Regions from separate parts of the Mus musculus genome. Here region 2 is linked to region 1. The links are chromatin contacts, called in public promoter capture Hi-C maps. All regions are on one chromosome and are shown on one strand. Each heading gives the region's core, a stretch centred on a gene start, on an enhancer-like site or on the middle of the called end of the contact. The rest is flanking DNA. Distances are from core to core; before and after follow the strand shown. Region 1 overlaps Trrap (transformation/transcription domain-associated protein). Region 2 holds the start of Atp5j2 (ATP synthase, H+ transporting, mitochondrial F0 complex, subunit F2).

Region 1 (6,222 bases), core at 2,474-4,973:
ACCGCCCCGCCTCAGTCTCTCTTAAACGACTACTTGTCCCCAAGTCCAAACTCACCACACTGCTGGGCCACTGCTACCATGGTGTAGTGGCGGATCAAGCTGGCCACAAAGGGCAGGGCACTGGGTCGCAGGTCTTTGATGACTGCAGACATGAATGCCCCAGTCAGAGCCTGTTCAAATGTTTTCCGGGCTGGAGTGTCCTGTGCTTTGTAGCGATGTGATATGATGACATTGGGAATGGTCTTTTCTGTAAAGCTAGAAGACAGAATCACACGCGTCACACACCCAGTGTCTCGGGTCACAACAAGCTCTCATGTAGAGTAACTGAAATCTGCCTCTGCTCCAATTTCAGCAGCATTTGGTACCAGATATGGACTTCATTTTTTCAACATTTATGGCCAGTGTTTCAAGAGATAGCAAATTATATTTTCCCTAACACACACACACAGACTTGGGGCAGAATTATGACTCCAGGCAGTCAGTGCATTGCCTTCTGTGTTATGGGTCAAGGCTGCTGTAGTGGCTAAGTGGTTAAAAATCACTGGCTGCTCTTGTTAAAGGCACTTTTTGTTTTTGTGGAGTGTTTTGCCTATGTGCATTGTATACTGTACATGTTTGGTCTTAGAAGAGGCAGTGCATGTCCTGGATCTGCTGTCGTAAGACTGTGAGCCCCATGTGGGTTCCAGAAGTGGAACCTAGATCAGCAACAAGAGCAGCAGTGCCCGTAACCACTGAGCCACATTTCAGCAAGAGATCGGAGTGCTCAGCGTCCACTTGTCAGCTCACGGCCACCCAAAAACTGAGGAATCTGATGCCCTCTTCTGAGGGCACCAGGCATGTTCAAGATGCACGGACATGCATACAGGCAACACACATACACAAAAATAAAATACCTTTTTAAAAAGAGAAATAGCCGGGCGGTGGTGGCACACACCTTTAGTCCCAGCACTTGGGAGGCAGAGGCAGGTGGATTTCTGAGTTCAAGGCCAGCCTGGTCTGCAAAGTGAGTTCCAGGACAGCCAGGGCTACACAGAGAAACCCTGTCTCAAAAAAACAAAACAAAACAAAACAAAACAAAACAAAACAAAAAAACCCAACAAAAAAAGAGAGAAATAAAGGTTGTTTTCCCTGCTGCTACAAAGGCGCATGCATGCCTTGGGCACAGTTGCTTTACCAGCCACCACTGTCACATCAGAGGAAGGCAGTGCAGGAGCAATGGATGGCCATGCTCTGCACAGGCGCTCAGACCATCTCTGCCCTCTGAGGCCTGGCATGTGAAATGTTCGCCGCTTCCTTCCAGAGCCTCAGACTCCAGGCCTGTCTTTGTATGTTGGTATCTAACTGTGCTGAGCCTGCACGCTCTAAACTTGGGGAGGCCCTTTGTGATGATCAGAACAAGAATCAAAGGGACGGAGAAGTTTCTGAAAAGATGATTAAAAGCATAAACCCTGTGACGTGGTTGCTTGCAGGCACAGCAAAGACCTCAGGGTAAAATGCCACCCAAGAGTGTAGGGAACAAACTTTAAATTCTGGATTAAAAAAAAAAAATGCATTGCTGGAAAGATGTTCAGAGGCTAAGTCTCTGTTGTACAAGACAGGAGGGCATTATATCCAATCTCTAGAACCCACACACAAAAGCTAGGTGTGGACCCACATGTGCCTGTGACAGCAGCATTAGGTGGGAGAATTCTCTGACCTCCCCAAACAATCGGTCATATGCACACACAAGCAGGGAAAAATATTATTTTTTAAAATAAAGTTTAAACTCGTGTGTGTGTGTGTGTGTCTGTGTGTGTGTCTGTGTGTGTGTGTGTGTCCAGGTGTGGTGGCAAACACAACCTAACCTCAGCACTGTGGAGGCAGAGACAAGTGGTTACCTATGGGTTTGAGGTGAACCTTGCCTATGTAACAAGTTCCAGGTCTGGCAGGGATACCCACAGAAACCCAGCCTCCAAAATGAAACCAAATTGTAAGAATTTAACCAACGATGAAGTGGGAATAGCATAGGGTCTGTCACGGGCTGAGATGTGGCTCTGTCACCTGGCATCTAAGAGCCAGAGGCTGGAGGAACCAGAGTTCCAGTGACCCTCAGCCACATACTGAGTTTAGGACCAGCCTGCATTAAATGAGACCCTGTCTCTAAACACAAAAAGAACAACATTTAAAAAGCCATGCAAAGTGCAAACATGGCCCTAGATTCCTTGACAGCAAGACACACACTGAAATGGATCCAAGACCAATTCTTACTCCAGATGGCCATGTTCTCTCTTCCCTTTCTCTAGAGCAGTTCTTCTCATCCTTCCTACGACTCTTTAATCCAGCTCCTCATGTTGTAGTGACCCCAACCATAAAAGTGTTTTCGCTGCTACTTCACAACTGTGATTTTGACACTGTTGTGAACCATACTGTAAATATCTGTGTTTTGCAATGGTCTTAAGTGACCCTTGTATAAGAATCATCTGCCCCAGGGGTCATGACCCAGAGGCTGAGACCCACTGCTCCAGACGCTACATGCTGTGTCACTGGGTAAGTTACATACTGCCCTGGCTGTTTGAAAGGGCACACTCCTAGCAGACTCCTGGGCAGTCACTTATGTTCCTAATTTTTGCGGCGAGCTGCTCCAGTCCCAGAAAATAGCCCAAGTCATACTTGGGGTGCGCCAGCAGCTGGTAGAGCGCATGCTTGTTGTCCTCCAGGCTCATCATGGCTACCAGGAAGCACCTGATCACCTCCCATGCCTGCCTCCGGTAGTAGGGCTCTGTGTTGGCACTTTTCAGGCAGTCCAGGGCGGTCTCAATGGCCTAGGATAAAAAGCACAGTATGTACAGTGTGCGCAGAAAGGCGTGTGCGCACACTCACACACACTCACACATCCAGCATTAGCTTGCTAAGGAAACTGAAGAGGGAGGGCATCAGTCTAACAGGCAACCACAAACCAGAGTCTGAAAGCAGAGACAGTGAAGAAAGCAAGGAGCTGCACGGCCACAGATAGCATTAAGAGTGCACAGCACTCTGGCTGGAAGGTTTTACTTTTAATTATGTGTCTATGTGTGCATCTGTCTATAGGTTATGTATATGTTGAGTACAGGTGTCCACAGAGGGCAGAGGGTGTCATATCCCCTCGAGCTGGAGTTCTGGGCAGCACCATGGATGCTGGGAACTGAGGCAGCAGCCTCTGCAAGAGTAGCACATGCTAGTGAGTGCTCAGCCTGCTCTCTACCCCCAATTTCCCGTCTAGTGACCAGGGTTAGACTCCAGGAAGTCAAGGAGCTTGGGAGGGTCCAGCGTGGTAGGCTGTCAGCCACACACCCATAAGGGTCTGGAGCTCAGGAGCCACGGCTGCACAAACACAGTCTTCCCTCAAGCAGGGACCTGAAAAACAAGGCTTTCACTTCCCTCTGAAGGAGGCAGCCAACTAGCAGCTCCGCCACACATCTGCATGCACACATATGCACATAGATAAAGAGACGGAGACAGAGAGAAACACAGAGGTACAACACTAACTCATTTCCAAAGAGCCAGAAAGGAGACAACAGCAGAGTTAGAATAAAAACGTGAATAAAAAAGTGAGATGCTGGGAGCCCAGGGATGAGGAACAATTATAGATACACTTGAGTTCTCAATGGTCCTGGAAACAAGGCCCAGCAAGATGACAACAGACCAGGAGCTCAGGTGAGCTGGTCAACGGGGAAGAATTCTACTCTCAAGAGTCCTCAACTCCTGGATAACACCCTGCCACAGGCCTACAAGCATTACGCAAGCCACCTTCCCAACCAAGATTGTCCCGTGACTCCTGTCCTTCCCTCAGAGTTGGCTCACATATGTCTTTGATATTGAAATCAATTTCCTTAGAGCAAAACACGATCTCCCGGAAGCTCCAACTTTACCTTTTCCATCGGAAGCTGGAGAGAAGCTTTGCAATCAGAGAACTCCACGGTAATGCTGGGGCCTTGAACTTCAGTCACAACATAGTGCAGCTTCTGGGACTCCTTCAACATCTTCCTGTTGCTGCCGCCAAACTTCCCAAGCACACGGTAGGCCACGTGGGAGATGCTGTCTGCAGGGTTGCGAAGCGTGCGCCACAAAGCCTAAAAAAACCAACTGGCTTTCACCAAAGGCTAGCCAGGCAGCAAGTTCACACAGCTTCCGACCACAACTCCAATCTGTTAGATATAGGGACTCTTCCTCCTGCTTCTGTCCCGCAAACATGGCTCCCCCTTGGTTGTCCTCCCCCAGAGAAGGTCTGCCTTTACTAAGCAAACAAACAAACATATTTTGGAGCTCCTTTATATAAAAGATGGCACAGAAAAAAAAGCAAAGCATTAGGGCATCCATGGTGCTGCCCATAAACTTCAGTTCTAGGGGATACGTCACTCTCTGCCCTCTGTGGACACTTGCACTCAACATGAAACATGGCAAATATGTAATGTCATGTATTCTAAGTCTCCATTTATGGAAGGTAAGGGTGTGTGTGGTAGGGGGTCCCTGAGAGCCAGGCTAAAGAAAAACAGAAAATAGACACAAGGGCAGAGCAATGTCCTTGAACACAGACTTGACCACACCCCTCCTTGCTCAGTAAACCTTCCCCTAAGGACAGGGAGCCTCCATGTGGATGGTTTAGTCTCTGCCAAAATGCTTACATGAGACCTTGTTCCATCCCTAGTGTGCGCACACACACCCTTGGGCCGTCTTTAGAAGCCCTTAGAGATTTATCACAGCCTTATATAAGACAACCCTAGCCCAACGCCCAGTGCTCGTGTTCTGAAGCCTCAGTGTGCAGTCTCTGTGCACGTCAGCTCCTAAAGTTTGACTGCAGGGTTAGCTGAGCTCAGGGATGCCCTGCACGCCACGCCTGCGCCGCCTGCTGCACAGCACTGCACTCGCTGCCTGGGTCCCCTCACTTGAATTACCTACGTCTCAAAATCACTCTTGTCCTTGTTTTAATCACTTTCCTAACTTCCATGACAACACTCACTGTCGGAATCCAGCAATATTCAAGTAACATGAAGCCTTGGGACATTTCTCCACACCAACCAAGATCCCAGTTTCCCTCATGTTCTCCCAACACCCGCCTGCCCCTCAGGAAGGGTCTTCTGTCCCTCAGGAAGGGTCTTCTGTCCCTCAGGAAGGGTCTTCTGTCCCTCAGGAAGGGTCTTCTGTCCCTCAGGAAGGGTCTTCTGTCCCTCAGGAAGGGTCTTCTGTCCCTCAGGAAGGGTCTTCTGCCGGGTTACGGCAGCACTGAGGCTCAGCGTGGGTCAGGAGACACCAACACTGCCGCTTGTTTTGGGGGTCACTGGCCTCTAGAAACTAAAAAGGACCTTAACCTTTGTCTCCGAGGGTTATCGTTCTAAAGCAAACTGTGGCTCAACACCGCCTCAGCCCCAACAGCCACACTGCTTCCGCGGCCCCCGAGCGGCCCCCACACACTCAGCTCAAGACAAGCTCTGCTTTCAAGACCTGACAGTGCGGCTCTCAGAGCAGGCTCTGCAGTCCTCCCATGCTATATAGACTCCAGTCCATCTTCTTCCAGTGCACAGAGACCAAGAAATAACCCCAGGATGGACAGACAGGATCTGATAGTCCTGCCTCCAGACCAGGTGCTACTCCTGAAATCTACTTTGGAGTCACTGAGCATCCACCATGAAGTGCTGGTTGTGACCCTATGCTAGTGAGACAGAGGAGCACAAGTGCCGGCCCCCAGGGATTATCAATCCCATCACGGGCATAGCACAAAGCACAGTGAATAGTGTACGATTCCTCACTCCTGACTTCTAATAACAAACCCCTAAGACGTTAAGACAACCTTTGACTAACTGCCCCTTTCCTCTTGAGGGGAGCTGGGGCAGGCAAGGTGCCCATCTGCTTCCCTGAAGAGCTGCATCTTTTACTATAAAAGCAAAAAAATCTCTGTGGGTACAGAAAGGGTCTTTCTGCGAGTCTACACAACTCCGCACCATCTGCCTTCACACTGGCTTACAGAGACTCTGATGCTTGGGAAAGTTCCCTTAAACTGAGAAGCAACACTGCCACAAAGCTGCTCACCATGCACTAGCGCTAAACGTGTTTAGTACATCCCAGGCAAGCAAGCACGACTGAGTCTGCCTCTGACTGAGCACAGAGGATCCCTAGGACAAACTAGAGGCATGTGGAGCTGATGCCCCCTGCTGGTGCAGAGGTGAAAGCGGTCTTACCTGCATGAGCTCTGCACGCACAGGCTGAATG
Region 2 (6,222 bases), core at 2,685-5,184, 390 kb before region 1:
TGTGGGGAGATCGTTCATGTTTCCAGCCTGTTCAGACATCAGAGACTACACAGAGGGGAGAGACCATACAAGTGTGGAGACTGTGAGAAGAGCTTCAGACAGCGCTCAGACCTCTTCAAGCACCAGAGAACCCACACAGGAGAGAAGCCCTATGCGTGTGTCGTCTGCGGGAGAAGATTCAGTCAGAGCGCCACCCTCATTAAACACCAGAGAACTCACACAGGAGAAAAACCGTATAAATGTTTTCAATGTGGTGAAAGATTTAGACAGAGTACACACCTTGTCCGACACCAAAGAATCCATCAAAATTCAGTCTCCTAGCTTCCATGTGTCTCTGCGTGACTCACGTGGCTTTTGTTGTTGCTACTGTTGAGAAAAGGTCTCACTGTGTAGCCCTGGCTATCTGGCAGTAGCTATGTGGACCAGGCTGGCCACAAACTCAAGAGGTCATCCTGCCTCTGGCTTTACCTCCTGTATGTTGAGATTAAAGGTGCCCACCACCTTCCCCAACATGACTTTTGTTGTGATTGTTCAGTTGTTTCTTTGTCTCGAGGGTGCATTGTCGTTTGGGACATCTCAGTCACTTACAGATTTCCTTAGGCCTCACACACACAAGACAGTAGGTCTCGTTTGAACCTTTCTGTTTGGTTGGTTTTTGAGACAGGATCTCATTATGTCTCACAGGACAACTTGAAGGAGTTGGTTTCCTTCTAACTACCTGTAGGTACCAGGGATGACCTCAGGTCATTATGCTTGGCATCATTGTCTTTACCCACTGAGATATCTCACTGGCCCAATTATGTTTTCAAGTTTTATATATACACACACACAAACTGCAGAGGAGGGAGAAGGAATATAGGGAACTTTCCAAAGATGAATGGGGCCATGTTTGAGATGTCTAATGATAAGGGTTAAAGGGCAGGGTCGATGGCTCAGCAGTTAAGGTGACAAATACCCCGAGTTTGAGCCCCAGAAACACCATACCCATCTATAGCTATAATCTTTTTCTGAGGTCTCTCATGAGACAGAAGGAAGTGGTCCAGGAGGACATCCTTGGGGTCTTCAAAAGGAGAAGACTGAGTACTGAAGCACTTGAATCCTATGGCGTCAGGCGTAAGGGGGTGGTTCAGAGCATAATGGTGTTTGCTACCGAGTCCGACAACCTGAATTCCATCCCCAAGACCAACATGGTAAAGGGAAGAACTGATACTCAAAAGGTTTCCTCTAACCTCATACATGCTATGCCACATACATGCCTCACCCCCACACTAAATCTTTTTTAAAATGCCCAAGACCTGGGACATGATTCCACTTTGCTTTGAAGCCGTATTATTGGAGTTATCCCTAGTGCTGAAAGATTCCACTGTGTGTACCAAGATAATGCAGTGGAGCCCCAGGCCTTGACCATACATGTGCTTCTAGGACCTCCAGAAATGCTCAGGAGAGCTTTATAGCTCAGTGCTAAAACCTTTGCCTCCCATGCACAAGGCCCTAAGTCCAATGACTCCAACATCTCAACAAAACAAAATGAAAATTGTTTTGTGACCTTTTGTTTCAGACAAAGACTCTTTAGCCTGGGCTGGTTTCAAACTCACAGTGATCCTCTTGCCTAAGGCTTTCAAGTCCTGGGATTGTTGCAGTGTGCCACTCTATCCAGCTTTCCCATGAGACTAAACATGCAAGTGGCTGGAAGGTGGCCTATAATTGTATTAGTGACAACTCTAAGCATAATGGATTCATCCTTTCATGAACACAAAGCAGTAGATAAATGGGACCCTTGAATGAGACTCCTCTCTTGCTTCCCCTCTGCCCCAAGACAGAGTCTGGGTAGCCCTGGCTGGCGTGGAACTCGTCCTGTAGACCAGGCTGATCTTGAGGGGAGGTCCACCTGCCTCTGTCTCCCGAGTGCTGGGGTCAAAGGCCTGTGACACCCACTGCCTCCTTCTCTCTTGCTCATTAAAATCTTGAAAAGTCAAAAGCATTCAGAGCTGAACTCTTGATACTGGCTCTACACTCAACTCTAAATACAGGCAGACTCAAGCATTCTGAGGCGAAGCAGGGTTTGGTGGTAAACACCTGTAATCCTAGCACTTGGGAACTTGACATAAGAAATGTTGGGCTGGTGTAGATCTTTGGTCCAAGATAGAATCACTTAAGACACTAAGATGATGACCCATGTGGGACCACCCAGCCCCTTCAGGGAAATGGTAACTGAGCCGACTACAGCCCCCTTCTATACTAATAGCTAGAGTGCCCTGCTCCCCTTCCAAAAACCCAGAAATGAGCACAACTTGGACTATAGGAGGATTTCTGGTGGTTAGATAAAAGCCACCATTCCTTAGGAACGGTAAAAAGAATTGTGACTATTCCACAGTGAATAGCAGGTAAAAGGAATCGGGAAGCCCAGTTTTCTGTCAAAAGGAGTCATTTTCCTTACCTTTGGCATTTACCAGCATATCAAAATGCATGCTGGCCTCCAGTCTCTCAATATCACAAATACCCATTACACACAGCAAAGGCCATGTTATAGCATTCTGGCTCTTTTCATCTTCTCTATGCTTCTCCCTTTAGCTCCTGGACTCCCCCCACCCCTCCAGCGAATCATTCTTATAAGCCTGCTATTCTCACTCCCACCCTACCCCATGCTCTCACTCTTAGATTGCTCTGACCATGTCCAGTCAGATGCCCATGTTAAGTCTACTTCTCTCTGCTCTTCCAGATGCCTCTGGCTGTTCCCTCTCACTCATATTTACAATAAACATCCCCTCTCCTGGGGGCTGGAGAGATGACTCAGTGGTTAAGAGCACCGACTACTCTTCCAAAAGTCCTGAGTTCAAATCCCAGCAACCACATGGTGGCTCACAACCACATGTAATGAGATCTGACGCCCTCTTCTGGCGCATCTGAAGACAGCTACAGTGTACTTACGTATAATAAATAAATAAATCTTTAAAAAAAAATCCCCTTTCCTTATGGGGGCTGGAGAGATGGCTCATCTGTTAAGAGCACTATCTGCTCTTTCAGAGGACCCAGGTTTCATTACCACAAATCACATAGGAATTCACTACTGTCTTTCTAACTTCAGCTCCAGGGGATCCAATGACCTCTTTTGACTTCAGTGGGCCCTGCATGCATGTGGTACACAGACATATATGTAGGCAAAACACCCATGTACATAAAAATAATTTTAAAAACCTTCACCTTAATTATACCATGGAGTGGTTATGTCAGTTTATACAGGCAGTGCACACATATAATTCCCATACATGAGTTGTCACTGCTAAAAGTTTCAGGCCAACCCAAAACATATACTGATTTCCAGGCTAGACTAACTCTGTTATTGCATACAGTCTTGCTGTATTTCAGGCCCAAATTTGGGAATTAATGGCAAGATAATGCCTGTAGCTATATAGTAGTCTGACTTTGGCGCTAACATGGCTTAAATCTAATACTTCTGATTTTGGGTCAAAAAAACTACCTTTACGAGCTTTAGAAAATACCCATTTAAGCAGGTGTCAGCTGTGGAGGCGTGTTTGCAATCATCATGGAAACCACTTAAGCATGTGGAGTGGAACTTCAGAGGGATTTGGGGGTCAGAGCAGTGAATAGCAAGTAAAAGGGACTGGGGAGGGTTAAAACAAATGTTCCTATTCAAGGCTTCTCTGCTTTTCTTTCTTTTCAGCATTGGGAATGGAACCAGAGCCTTAAGCACTCCGGGACTGAGCCACACCCCTAAGCCTCTCATTCCTCATGAGAGATCCAAAAGTAGAAGGCAAAAAGTCAAAAGGTCCCTTTTCTCTTTTGTCCTTTGCTTCCGCCTGGGATAGGTCTCAAAATGCTCTACCTAAGTGGTGATCTACTTCCCATGAGCCTCTGCTTCCCGCTCCGGCAGGGGTGCGTGCGCCCTTCCCAGCAGCCTTTGCGCGCGGCTGGAGTTCTGCGGACACCAGGACTTCAAGATGGCGTCACTCGGTGAGTACTCGGCCCTTTCCTGGCCTTGGGGTTGGAAGCCCGATTTGGGCACAGGCTCCAGGGCCACAGTGGGGTGAGAAGGAACCGCGGGAACTCTTGCTCTTCACCCGGGGCTTCACTGAAGCCTCCCCGGAAGCGCGCTGGACACTTACTATAAGGTCCTGTGCTCCCGCCCTCCTCCCTCCACTCTGCAGCGGATTTCTGCTGTGCATCGCCTGGCCTGGCGGTGGAAGACCCAGTCAGCACGGAGAGGCTTCTGGGGGCCTGCACATGCGTTGCCCGGAACCATTTGTCTGTCCTTCCGCGGAGGACTAAGCTGCTGCTTTTTCTTCCTGCGCGACTTGACACAGGCAGGGTCACTTGAACCTTTACGCTGGGCAGCGCTTGGACCTCCCTGGAGATGAGGCTTTCAGATTACGGTCCAGGACCAGCGAATGCCTAGAATGGTTCCCGACACCACATTATGTTACATACGTGTCGACTGAATACGCCTACTGGGGTGAAGTGACCTGTTCAAGGTCACCAGTCCTGAGAGAGCCTCGCTGGGATTCAGACCTAGGTTGGCGGGTCTCATGATAAATGAGATTACCTTTCAGAAATGTCCTTGTGACAGACAAGCAGATGTTCCCTTAACACGTACGAGTCAATCTCCACACACATTCATTGCGCACTGTTGGGATTACACATTATTGTTGTTTTTGTTATTATGTGTCCCACACGTGTCTAGGTATGGTCATGGGAATGCTGGAGCTTGTGTCCAGGTTCGAGGACAACTCCGAGGAACTCCAGTAGCCAGGCTAGCCATTTCACAGTTGTCTACCTCCTCCTTTTGAGACAGGGTTTCACCATGTAGCCCAGATTGGTCATGAACTTGCTGCCACAGTCGTGATGTATTAGCGTCTATCTCTGAGTGCTAGGATTACAGGCCTATGCTACTGTACTTAGCTTGTTACAGTGTTCTTTATCTCAGCCTGGGAAGGTGAAGGGGGGGGTGTCTAAAAACGGGGTGTGAAGGAGCTGAGCCTTTTTGATTTGGTTTGGTACTTGGTTTTGCAAGATAGGATTTCTTTGTGTAGCTCCAGCTGTAATGGAACTCATCTGTGGATCCACCTGCTTCTGTCTCCCCAGTACTGGGCTTAAAGGTGTAGGTCACTGCCACCTGGGGCATTAGCAGCTATTTTATCTGTAAAATGGTAGGAGATGGTTAGTGAACACAGCTTTCAGAAGAGACAACGGGAAGAGCATTAATGACACTGCTCAAGAGGCTGAAGAAGCACAATTGTCAGCCTGGGCCTTCCTCTCCAAAAAAAAAGTTGAAAAAATAGAAGTTTTGGATCCCAACCCCTACAGGATTTCTCTGCCACTCTGGCTATCCTTGAACTTGAACTCCACCTGCCTCTGCCTTCCCAATTGCTAGGGTTGAAGGTGTGTGCCGCCACTGCCACAACCACCACCCCTATCACTTTTTCTTGTTTTTTTTAAAGACAAGGTCTCCCTAAATAGCTGTGGCTATCCTGAAATTCACTAGATAGATCAGGCTTGTCTGGAACTCATAAAAGTCTCTCTGCTTCTGCCTCCTAAGTGCTGGGGTTAAAGGCATGCGCCATCATACCCAGCTTAAAGTTTGCAATCTTATTTAAGTAGAGGGTTAGTGTGAAGAGACCTTTGAAGGAAAGACTAAAGAGTTTAGTACACTTCGCCAGCTGGGGGTTGATATTGTACCCCTGTCACCCTAGCAGTGGGAAAGCTGAAACAAGAAGATTATCCATGAGTTTAAGGCTAGCCGGTACTGTATAGCAATACCCTATCTCAAAAAAACCAAACCAACAAACAAAAAGATGACTCAGTTCAAGAAAGATACTGGGCGGGGCTGGGGAGGGGTGGAGTAGTCGGGTTGCGGCTCAGTTGGTGGAGTGCTTGCCCCACAGGCACAAAGTCCTGGGTTCCATCCTCAGCACCACATAAAGCTGGTAACTCCAGCACTTGGAAGGTAGCAGGATCCGCCATGCCAAAGACATCCATTGACATACAGCAGCAGGTTTGAGCCCAGCATGAGCTACATAAGATCCTGTCTTAAAAAAAAAAAAAAAAAAAAAAAAAAAAAAGGCGAGCATGGTGGCACATGAGTATGTATGTTCATGAGTGTGTGTCTGTCTCTCTCGAGTGTGCGCGTGCATGTGCACATGTGCAGAAGAGCCACGGGGACTGTATGGAGGTCAGAAAACAACTTTGCAGGCTCTGCACATACTT

The links. Promoter capture Hi-C pulls out the DNA fragments that hold promoters and counts their contacts.
Region 2: a contact with region 1 is called in a promoter capture Hi-C map of cranial neural crest. The contact joins the promoter of Atp5j2 here to the enhancer-like site in region 1. A contact is called at or near these places in 6 of 39 promoter capture datasets (the C10 cell line, the HPC-7 cell line, cranial neural crest and 3 more), 1 of 484 Hi-C or Micro-C datasets (the G1E-ER4 cell line), 2 of 115 datasets of contacts at active chromatin or transcription factors (the 230-238 cell line and bone marrow-derived macrophages) and 2 of 9 other capture datasets (adipose tissue and pancreatic islet).

The regions. Positions count from the first base shown.
Region 1 is chr5:144,794,827-144,801,048 of GRCm38.p6, reverse strand. It overlaps Trrap (transformation/transcription domain-associated protein), which reads right to left. Exons shown (of 71, transcript NM_001081362.2): 20 at 6,192-6,222; 21 at 3,888-4,088; 22 at 2,650-2,801; 23 at 56-255. Among named protein-coding and RNA genes, the nearest start is that of Gm23995, 24 kb to the right of the region's middle. Within about 2 kb of position 3,723, at least 5 of the 459 cell types and tissues checked have an H3K27ac peak or open chromatin away from gene starts, as enhancers often do.
Region 2 is chr5:145,189,253-145,195,474 of GRCm38.p6, reverse strand. It overlaps Atp5j2 (ATP synthase, H+ transporting, mitochondrial F0 complex, subunit F2), which reads left to right and starts at 3,934. Exons shown (of 4, transcript NM_020582.3): 1 at 3,934-3,972. The coding sequence starts at 3,960. Zkscan14 (zinc finger with KRAB and SCAN domains 14) reads left to right here. Exons shown (of 3, transcript NM_023322.2): 3 at 1-529. The coding sequence ends at 321.